Linked DNA regions of Sus scrofa: region 1 is linked to region 2. Evidence: chromatin contacts called from public Hi-C data. All regions are on one chromosome and are shown on one strand. The core of a region is the stretch at or near the end of the contact, and the rest is flanking DNA. Distances in the headings are between cores, read along the strand shown.

Region 1 (5,147 bases), core at 1,958-4,457, 130 kb before region 2:
TACAATTACATGTAATTAAGGAGAGAAAGGGATGCTGCACTGCAAGCGATGAGCCCTGTTTTGCTGAAGGAAAGCATGTGTGTGTGAGCGTGCCAGCCCAGGGAGGCAGCATGAAATACAATTAATGTTCCTTTGACTTAATGGGGGTTTATGGTGCTGTTTCTCATTATCACAATATCTCAAGAAATGTAAACAGTTTTTCTCTAATGCAATTGCAGTGCTGCAGACAAGACAGCTTGGGTCTAAGTGAAAGCTCAGCAGAATTAACCGCAAATTCACAACGTTATGGATGAGGCTGGGAGTTGTCTTAGAAAAGCCTTGCAAAACTGTCCCTACTCAGGAGCTGAGAATTTGGATCCCGAGCCCCTGGGGGTAACTCTGCAGCCTCTTCTGCTTTGTAGAAGCAAGTTACGGCCAAACTGGTGTGGTTTATTAAAGCCACCTGTGCCCCAGTTCTAAGAGCCCCCCACCCCAACCCCATCACGTTCCCAAGCCTCCCTCTCTGCCATCATATTTCTCCTTCACACGCCAATTTGTTTGAGACATGTTCAAAGCTCGACTTTCACAACCCTCATAAAATCCCATCTACTCCAATCCAAACGCAGCCAGAAGTGCTTGGACAATCAGATTGAGTTTCAGCCTCTTGATAGAGATAAAGAAACACACAGCAGGAATGCATTTTTTTTTTTTTTTAATTGTTGCATAGGCGTCCAGGAAAGATAGGAGCACTCTGGCTTAGCCAGGTAGAGAGAACCAGAGCGGCTTTCTGCACAGAGAGCCTCCAGGGAACTCGCGGGAGGAGGACGCAAGACTGGTGGGTGTCAAGGGAAAGGTCCCCTCCAGGTTAAACCAACAAGGGGGTGGGAGTCGGGAGCGGGGAGAGGAGCCTGAGAAGCCCGATGATCCAGCCAGGACGTCCCGGTGAGAGATGCCATCAGAGTGAGGAGGGACACAGAGGGGAAAGGGGGTCCCAGACAGTGTGGCTGGGCTGCAGAGTCAGGAGGTGCAAGGGCCTGAGAATTATACTGAGCGCCCCCCCCCAGTGCCACCCCCCAGTCATGGCTGAGCCACTTCCAAGGCTGGGGGGCTACTGGGCCCCTGAGGCCCCTCGTGTTTCCCAGGCAGACACTGGGCTCCCAAAAGGAGCTGGAGGTCCCCACCTGCCTGCAGAGAACCTGGAAAACTTAGGCTGAGGCCTCGGACCCAGAGAACCGTGGGTTGGCTGAGAATTTTGGGGGTAAATGTGGCCAGAGGGCCTTTTGCAGACCCTCTGACCCTGTGAGTGTCTGAGCTGGTGAGTTAGGTCCTGACCCGAAGCCCGATCCACAGCACCTGCCTGCAGTAAACACACACATGCTTGCACACACACAGGGGTGTGTACGCACACACACAAGCACTCACAAGATCCATCTCCTTCTTCCTAACAAAGAGTAAAGGGCGAGGCACAGACTTCACCATGTTTGGCCTTTGAACAGCAACAGTAGAAAGAATAAATACCCAAAGAGATAATCAATGACACCATCTCAGCCCCGCCTCCAGCCCCAAATAGGCGACTGTGAGCTGCCTCTCATTTCCAGGTTTCCCTGATGAGACCAGGATGTGGAGAAAATAGTAGGCACAGCCCACGGAGGGACGAGGGGAGAGCTGTGTTCCTGAACGTGAGGCCTGAAAGAAGGCGGGGCATGTATGAACTTTTTTTGCAGAATTCCCCGTGACCTCTGAGAGAGTCTCCAGAACCCAAGATGCAAAGCAGGCCAAAGGCAGATCCCGTCCCCGGCAGATCTCACCTCCCTCCCCCACCCCAGGCCCCTGAGACACCCCCAAGGGGTTCTGAGGTCCCAGTTCGTTTCCTGCCACAGGAAATACATGTTCCAAAGCCAGACACAGCCTCGGGTGCGTCAAAATTCCGTTTTGTCAACTTTGTGACCCTCTACCTTTCTGAGGATCAGTTTTCTTGAAAGATGGAGAGAACCAGAGGAGATAACCTAGTGTGGGCCACAGAACCAACTAGAACGGCACTATCCCGTATGGGAGCCCCTACCCATGTGGCTGGTCCAAATGAAGAGGCGCTGTAAGTGTAAAATACACACTGGATTCCAAAGACCTAGTAAGAAAAAATAATTTGTATATCGATTACATGTTGAGTGATAATATTTGGGATATACTGGATTAAATACACTATGAAAATTAGTTTCACCTGTTTCTTTTTTAATGCAGCCACTAGAACTTTATTTATTTTTTATTTTTGTCTTTTGTGTTTCTAGGGCCACACCCGTGACATATGGAGGTTCCCAGGCTAGGGGTCAAATCAGAGCGACAGTTGCTGGCCTACGCCACAGCCAGGCGGATCCAAGCCATGTCTGTGACCCACACCATAGCTCACGGCAACGCCAGATGCTTAACCCACTGAGCGAGGCCAGGGATCGAACCTGCAACTCATGGATACTAGTTGGGTTCATTAACCCCTGAGCCACGACGGGAACTCCTAGAACATTTTAAATTACATACATAGCTAGCTTTGTACTTGCCCTGGACAGCACCATACGAGAGGTTCCGCAGCAGAGATGTCCCTTTGCAAAGAGGAGGCAGAACGGGTGAATCAAGAAGCCTCAGGTTTTGTTCCCAGGAAACCAGAGGACAGCTGATCAGCAGCCTCAGTGGTCCTGAAAGGTGGGCACCAGAATCTCATTTGGAAAAGCAAGTTCCAGATTTTTCTGATTTACTTAGACTGTAAATGATCTGCAGTAGCTAAGGGAGATTATGGGGAGAGTCCAAAGCCCCCGACAGGGTCAGGACACTCAATTTGCATGTCAGATAAACAACAAGAATTTTTTAGTGTAAATATATCCTCATGCACCTTCTGCATTTTTATCTACTCAATATGACGACCCCAGCGAGCATGAAAGACCACAGCAGAGAAAGAAGCAGCTGTGTAGGAAAGTAACAATGGCCTGGGAATTAAAAACATGACTCTGGAGCCAAGCATCTTGGGTTCGAGTGCTGAGTCTACCACTTACCTTTGGGTGACCTTGAGCCAGTTATTTAACCTCTCTGTGACTTGGTCTCCACATCTGTAACCTGGGTATAATGATACTTAGCTTGTAAGAGTGTTACTAGGTTTAAATCCCTTACTCTGCCTGCAAGTACCCTTCTCTGCAGCTGAAACTGTTTTCCCTTAGCAACTGAGCGGGGTTTTCTGCAGCTACTAGTTGGTTCTCTGCCAGCTCATTGCCCACCGCTGTCAGCCCTGTCCCCCTCCAGGCCTCTCCTGGGACGCTGGGGACAGTGGAAAGCACGGTGGACAGCACCACCTTGAGTCGAATTCCTCCCCTCTCGAGGAAGCCGGTGTCTCCTCCTTTCTTTCCTATTCCCGGACCATTTCTGGGCAACGGCAGCTCTTTTCACGTGAGCTCAAGTTAATGTCTCAGGGAGCTTCCTGGGCGCGTGGGCAGTTCACCCTGCGATCTAGCTGCCCGCCCGGCCTCGAGCCGGCGTCTCCAAAGGGAAACGTGTGTGGTTAGAGGCGAGCGCCGGCTTTCAGCGAAGGCGGTCGAGTGTTTGCAGACCGGGGTGAGCCCTTGTGACAGCAGATAAAAGAAAACATTTATTAACGTGTCATTACGAGGGAGCGCCCGTCCGGACTGTTGCACGCCCCGCGGAACACTTGGCTCCTTCCAGCTCAGAGGCAGGAGAAAAAGAAAGCGGAAAAGAGGCAGGATTCTTTCTCTTCGTTCCAGCCAAGTGGACCTGATCGATGGCCCTCCTGACTTTATTGTGATTTCTGCTTTATTAGAGATGCCCTCCTCGTGTGTGTGTGTTACACACGCACGCACGGCTCTGGCCCGCGTCCCTCCCTCATTTCCAGCTCCTGGGCGAATCGAATCCCACAGCTGTTTCAACTCTCCGCCGAGGGCGAGCGGGCGCGAGTGTGTGTCGGGTGAGTGTGCGTCTGTGTCCCGGCGAGGGTGCGCGCTCGGCGCCGGGAGCGCGGCCAGCGGGGTCCCGAGGCATCGGGAGGCGGAGTGCCGTCCGGACCCCCCGCTCTCCGCCACTGCCCCGTCCGGGGCTGGACTTCGGGGCCGGAACCGGGCGCCGGGGGCAGCAGGGCCAGCCGGGCCGCCAGTCCTTCCAGCCAGAGGTAAAGCGCTGGCACGCGGGGGGCGCGGGGAGGGCGCCGCCGTGGGTCCCCGGGGCCCCCGCCGCTCTCCGCCCCGGCGCGCGCTCGGCTCCCCCGCGCGGAGGCCGGCGGCCGGCAGGCAGGCGGGGGGCCGGACCCCGGCGGTGCCAAGGCGTTGGGGCGCTGCGAGAGCCGCCCGGGCGGGGCGCGGACCCGGACTTTGGCGAGGGCGGCGTGCCGGGGCGGGGGCCGGGGGCGGCGGCGGCGGAGAGGCGGGAGGAGGCGGAGGGAGGGGAGGAGGAGCAGTAGCAGCAGCAGCACTCGCCGGGGATGCAGCAGCAGCAGCGGCGGTGGCGGCGGCAGCAGCAGCAGGCGGCGGCGGCGCGGAGTCCCCTGCGCCCCGCGGCCCGGCCGGGCTGCGGCAGAGGCGGCGGCCCCCGGGCCGGGTGAGGCCGCCGAGGGGGGTGCGTGCTGGTGAGTGGAGCGCCGCGATCAGGTGGGCGGCCCGGGGGCTCCCGGAGCCGGCCCCGGCCCCGGGGTGAACGCGGGCAGGAGCACCACCCAGGTGAACCCGGGCTGGTCCGGACCGCCCGGCTCCGGCCCCAGCGCACAGCACAGAGGTGGGACCCGGCCGGCTGCAGGGTGGCTCCGGCGCCGGCGGACCGCGGGAGGATGACCCGTTTGACCCCGCCGGCGGGCTGGGCGAGCGGGCAAGGGCCTCCCACCGCGCCCCTGACCCGCTGAAGCGCCACGCGGAGCCCTGGAGGCCCCCGGGGGGGAGTGGGGAGCAGCGCTCCGGGACCCGCCGACCGCAGGGGGATGGCCTTCTTGACCCCTTTGAGTTTAGACCCAATGGACCGGCTAGAAGCCAGACCACGTGGGGCTTCCCCGGGCAGGACGGGAGAAAGCGGTGGACCGGATCTTCCGAGACTGGGAACTAGCAGATACCGAAAGGGCAAACGGGATTAAAAAGACAAACTTCCTCCCAGGCCGGGTCAGAACCAGTTCTCATCGCCTTGTAGAGAGGCGC
Region 2 (4,985 bases), core at 254-2,753:
CCCCTTTGCTGGTGAGCCCTGCGCTCTGCAGCAGGGGCTGGTCCCGCAATGGACAAGTCTCCACTCAAGTGTCCACCAGGGGGCGCCATGGCATAACCAGGTGTTAGGTTTCCCTGGAAATTCCCTGATGGGAGCCATCGCAAAAGAGAAGTCAGCCTGGGTTGTCTTAAGAGGACATCTGAGAGAGTATCTTGCGGCTTTGAGACCGTTTTGGCAGTTGCCAGGCAATGGTGTGGAATGGAGTGGGGCTCTCCACCCGCAGGGAGGGGAGTGAAGGGGCTGGATTTGGAGTGTGAGCCAGGAGAGGTGATGGGTAGGTTAAGTCGGCTCATAGGTGGTCTCTCTCTGGGTAGAGAAGTGCGGAGGCCTGTGAACTTGTAAGAGAGCAGACACAGCAAGGAAAACATAGATGAATGGCGGGGAAGGTTAGAGCCCCAGCTTTGTCAATCGTGTGGCCACACACATAGCAAGGTGGGGAGGGGCATACCTGGGACCAAGGACTCCGATCGGCATGAGGAATACGCTCCAGGACATAACTGAGAGGCAAAAGCCTGTCCTAGGATGCCTGAGCAGCCCCGTCATTTTTAAGGCAGTGTAGACAAAAAGGTTTATCACCATCAGGTAAGCCCAGAGCCGGAGGTGTGGACAGAATGCATACGCCTCAGTGGCATGTTAAGTACTTTGAACTCTTTGTTTGTTTGTCTTTTGTCCTTATAGGCCACACCCACAGCCTATGGAGCTTCCCAGCTTAGGGGTCTAATCCAATCTGTTGCTGCCAGCCCACGCCAGAGCCACAGCAAGGCCAGATCTGAGCCGTCTCTGCAACCTATACCACAGCTCACGGCACGCTGGATCCTTAACCCCCTGAGCAAGGCCAGGATCGAACCCGCAACCTCATGGTTCCTGGTTGGATTCGTTTCCGCTGCACCACAATGGGAACTCTGAGCTGGTCATTTTCAAGGAAACAGGGACAGTGGGGAAAACTCTGAAAAGCAAATGTTTACCTTTATGAGGAAAATCTCTACTCAGAAGCATCTCCCCCTCTGTCCCTGGAAGAGGAGCTGGACCCAATCTCCAGAAACTTCTCCGGGAGGGCGCCAGGCCTTACACCTGCATCGGGGCACTCACCCTTGTTTCCGGTGCTTTTCCTGGTCACCCCCCAGGACTGGCTTGCCCCACCCTCTAATCCTTTTTTGTCTTGGGCTGAGGCATATTTCAGGTGACAGCTTCCAGTTTTTTCTGGGTCTCTCCCATGGATACGTGGTAGTCAACTTTTATTTGGTTTCCTCCTGTTTATCTGTTTTGCATCAAGTTAATTCTTAGACCAGCCAGAAGAGACAGAAAGGTTAGAGGCAGTTTTTTTCCCTGTGGCAACACACGTCCTTGTTAACAGCTCCTTTTAAAGGCAAATGCGAAGAGAAGGGCCAGTCGGATTCGGGTGAAAGGAAGCTGCCCACAGGTCCCTGACCTTAAATCAGGCTTCAGCAGCGGGAGGTGGGGATAACAGCCACAGGGTGCCCGGGAATTACAAGTTTATGGCGCTTGGGACTCGTGCAGGTGGATAGATTTGGTTCCTGTCTGAACCAAATTAACCTTCTTTCATTAGCGGTAAGAAGGGAGTGTGAAGTCCCCCAGCTCTGGGAGGGCGTCATCATAGGGTTAATTCCTCGCCCTGCGTCTCTGGAAAGTATTTGGCTGCAGATGGGAGCCCTTTGTTTTTCTTCCAGTTGATGCAGACAGGCCAGCACTTAGTAACCATCCAGCTTCAGGCCCTGAGACTAATTGGGGCATCTTTTAAAGGCTCATCCTCTTCAGAGGAATTTAAATCAGGATGAGTTTCTAATAAGGAGCGTAGGTGATGTGGGCTTGGCCTGAGGGTAGGGAAATAAAAATCACCCTTCTCGTTGCATTTTCTAGTGGCATTCATGACAGAGCTCTACCAAGAAGGTTTGTTGGAGTTCCCTTTGTGGCTTAGCCGTTAAGGATCCTGACTAGCCTCCATGAGGTTGCGGGTTCGATCCCTGGCCTCGCTCAGTGGGTTCAGGATCCAGCGTTGCTGTGAGCTGTGGCGTAGGTGGCAGACACGGCTCAGATCTCACCATGCTGTGGCTGTGGCGTAGGCCGGCAACTGAAGCTCCATTAGGCCCCTAACCCGGGAACCTTCATATGCCGCGGGTGCAGCCCTAAAGAGACCAAAAAAAGACCAAAAAGTAAATAAATAAATAAAAAGGTTTGTTGGTAAGTAATTGGGAATTAGATATGAGGGGTGTTAGGAGGCCCTAAGAGATATTATGGTGGGCTGGGGTGTGGGTTGTCACAGGCTGGGCAGAGGCTCTGGCTGCTGGGACAGAGTCAGAAGTGACAGGTGAGAGAAATCCTCTGAGCAGAAGGTGGAAAAAGTCACGCCAGTGTCAATTAAGAAATCCAGCCCCTGGAGTTCCCGTCATGGCTCAGGGGAAACAAATCTGACTGGCATCCATGAAGACACAGGTTCGATCCCTGGCCTTGCTCAGTGGGTTAAAGGATCCGGCGTTGCCATGAGCCCTGGTGTAGGTCACAGACGTGGCTCGGATCTGGCATGGCTGTGGCGCTGACGTAGCAGACGGCTACAGCTCGTGATTCAGCCCCTTGCCTGGGAACCTCCTTACGCTGCAGGTGCAGCCTTAAAGAGGCAATCCATCCATCCGTCCCTCCACCAAAAAGAAGCAAGGAATCCAGCTCCTGATCCTCTGCTTTAAGTCTGGGGTGCCCTCTGGGGTGCGACTGAGAGGACTGGCTGACCCCATCATTTGAGGGAGGTCGGTCCCTCAAGAAGGAGAAGCCTGAGCCTTCTGGGGGTTTTAGGATCGAGGGGAACCTCCCTTTCTCTTACACGTGGTAGGACGCATTTCTCTTCCATCGTCCTGATTTCTTATAATCCCTGCAGTTGTCTGGAGGCGAATGAGAAGAGCTCTGAGTGAGCTTGGAGCTAGGCTGAGTCATGCTTTTTTCTTTTTTTTTTAATTGACATATAGTTGATTTATAGAGTAATCTTTCCCGTGTATAGCAAAGTGATTTAGCTATATATATATAGAATATATTATCTATGTATATTCTTTTTCATATTCTTTTCCGTTATAGTTTATTATAGGATATCGAATATAGTTCCCTGTGCTGAACAGTAGGACCTTGTTGTTTATCTGCTGCATAGATGGTAGTTTTTTTGGTTTTTTTGGTCTTTCCTAGGGCTGCACATGCAGCATATGGAGGTTGCCAGGCTAGGGGTCGAATCCGAGCTGTAGCACCAGCCTACACCACAGCCACAGCAACGTGGGATCCGAGCGGTGTCTGCGACCTACACCACAGCTCACGGCCATGCCCGATCCTTAACCCAGTGAGCGAGGCCAGGGATCGAACCCGCAACCTCATGGTTCCTGTTTGGATTCATTAACCACTGAGCCACGACGGAACTCCCATACTTGGTAGTTTTATCTGCTAATGCCGAACTCCTCATTCATCCCTCCCCACCTCCTTTCCCCTTTGGTAACTGTAAGTTTGTTTTTTGTTTTTTTGTTTTTGGTTTTTTTTTTTGTCTTTGTTGTTGTTGTTGCTATTCCTTGGGCCGCTCCCGCAGCGTATGGAGGTTCCCAGGCTAGGGGTCCAATCGGAGCTGTAGCCACCGGCCTACGCCAGAGCCACAGCAATGCGGGATCTGAGCTGCGTCTGCAACCTACACCACAGCTCACGGCAACGCCGGATCGTTAACCCACTGAGCAAGGGCAGGGATCGAACCCGCAACATTATGGTTCCTAGTCGGATTCGTCAACCACTGCGCCACGACGGGAACTCCTGTAAGTTTGTTTTTTATGTCTACAAGTCTGTTTTATAAGTAAGGTCAGAAATGTCACATAAGTGATCTCTTAGGCCTTTTGTCTTTCTCTGACTTCACTTAGTATGATAATCTCTAGGTCCATCCCTGTTGCTGCAAAATGGCATTATCTCGTTCTCTTTTATGGCTGAGTGATATTCCATAGTGTATACTACTGCATCGTTACCCACTCCTCTATCAGAGGACACTCAGGTTGCTTCCATGTCTTGGCTCTTGTAAACAGTGCTGCTGCAAACATTGGGGTGTATGTATTTTCTCAAATTATAGTTGTTTTGGGATGTGTGCCCAGGAGTGGGATTTCTGGATAATGCGGCAACTCTATTTTTGGTTTTTTAAGGAATCTCCATACTATTTTCCGTAGTAGCTGCACCAAGGTACATTCCTACCAACAGTGTAGGAGGGATCCCTTTTCTCTACACCTGCTCCGGCATTAGTTATTTGTAGACTTTTTAATGATGGCTGTTCTGACTGGTGTGAGGTGGTACTCTGTAGTTTTTATTTGCATTTCTCTAATAATTAGCCATGTGAAGCATCTTTTTGTGTGCCTGAGGAACGTCTGTGTGTCTTCTTTGGAGAAATACCTATTTAGGTCTTCTGCCCATTTTTTGATTGAGTTTTTTGTTGTTGTTGAGTTCTTTGAGCTATTTGTATATCTTGGAAATCAATCCCTTGTCGGTTGCATCACTTCCAAATATTTTCTCCCAGTCTGTAGGTTGTCTTTTCATTTTGTTTATGTTTCCTTTGCTGTACAAAGCTTGTGAGTTTGATTAGGTCCCATTTGTTTATTTTTGCATTTATTTCTGTTGCCTTGGAGACTGATCTAAGAAAACATTGGTACGACTTATGTCTGAGAATGTTTTGCCTCTGCTCTCTTCTAGAAGTTTTATGGTGTTGTGTCATATTTATTTTGAGTTTATTTTGGTGCGTGGTGTGAGGGTGTGTTCTAATTTCATCGATTTATATGCAGCTGTCCAACTTTCCCAACACCACTTGCTAAAGAGACTGTTTTCTCCATTGTATATTCTTACCTTCTTTGTCAAAGATTAATTAACCATCAGTATGATGCTTTTGCTTTTCTAAAGGTTCAAATTGCAAAGCAAGAATTGTTGCTTTCAAC

The links. Hi-C and Micro-C count contacts between places; a contact is called where the count stands out from the background.
Region 1: a contact with region 2 is called in a Hi-C map of epiblast stem cells, with 2.2 times the contacts expected there. The contact joins the promoter of SULF2 here to the enhancer-like site in region 2. A contact is called at or near these places in 4 of 47 Hi-C or Micro-C datasets (embryonic fibroblasts, epiblast stem cells, omental adipose tissue and 1 more).

Annotation. Positions count from the first base shown.
Region 1 is chr17:49,803,178-49,808,324 of Sscrofa11.1, reverse strand. SULF2 (extracellular sulfatase Sulf-2) reads left to right here and starts at 3,207. Exons shown (of 21, transcript XM_021077816.1): 1 at 3,207-3,937.
Region 2 is chr17:49,674,924-49,679,908 of Sscrofa11.1, reverse strand. All of the region lies in intron 11 of SULF2 (extracellular sulfatase Sulf-2), which reads left to right. Among named protein-coding and RNA genes, the nearest start is that of SULF2, 130 kb to the left of the region's middle. Within about 2 kb of position 1,503, at least 4 of the 83 cell types and tissues checked have an H3K27ac peak or open chromatin away from gene starts, as enhancers often do. A contact at or near this core is called in epiblast stem cells, where this site is marked.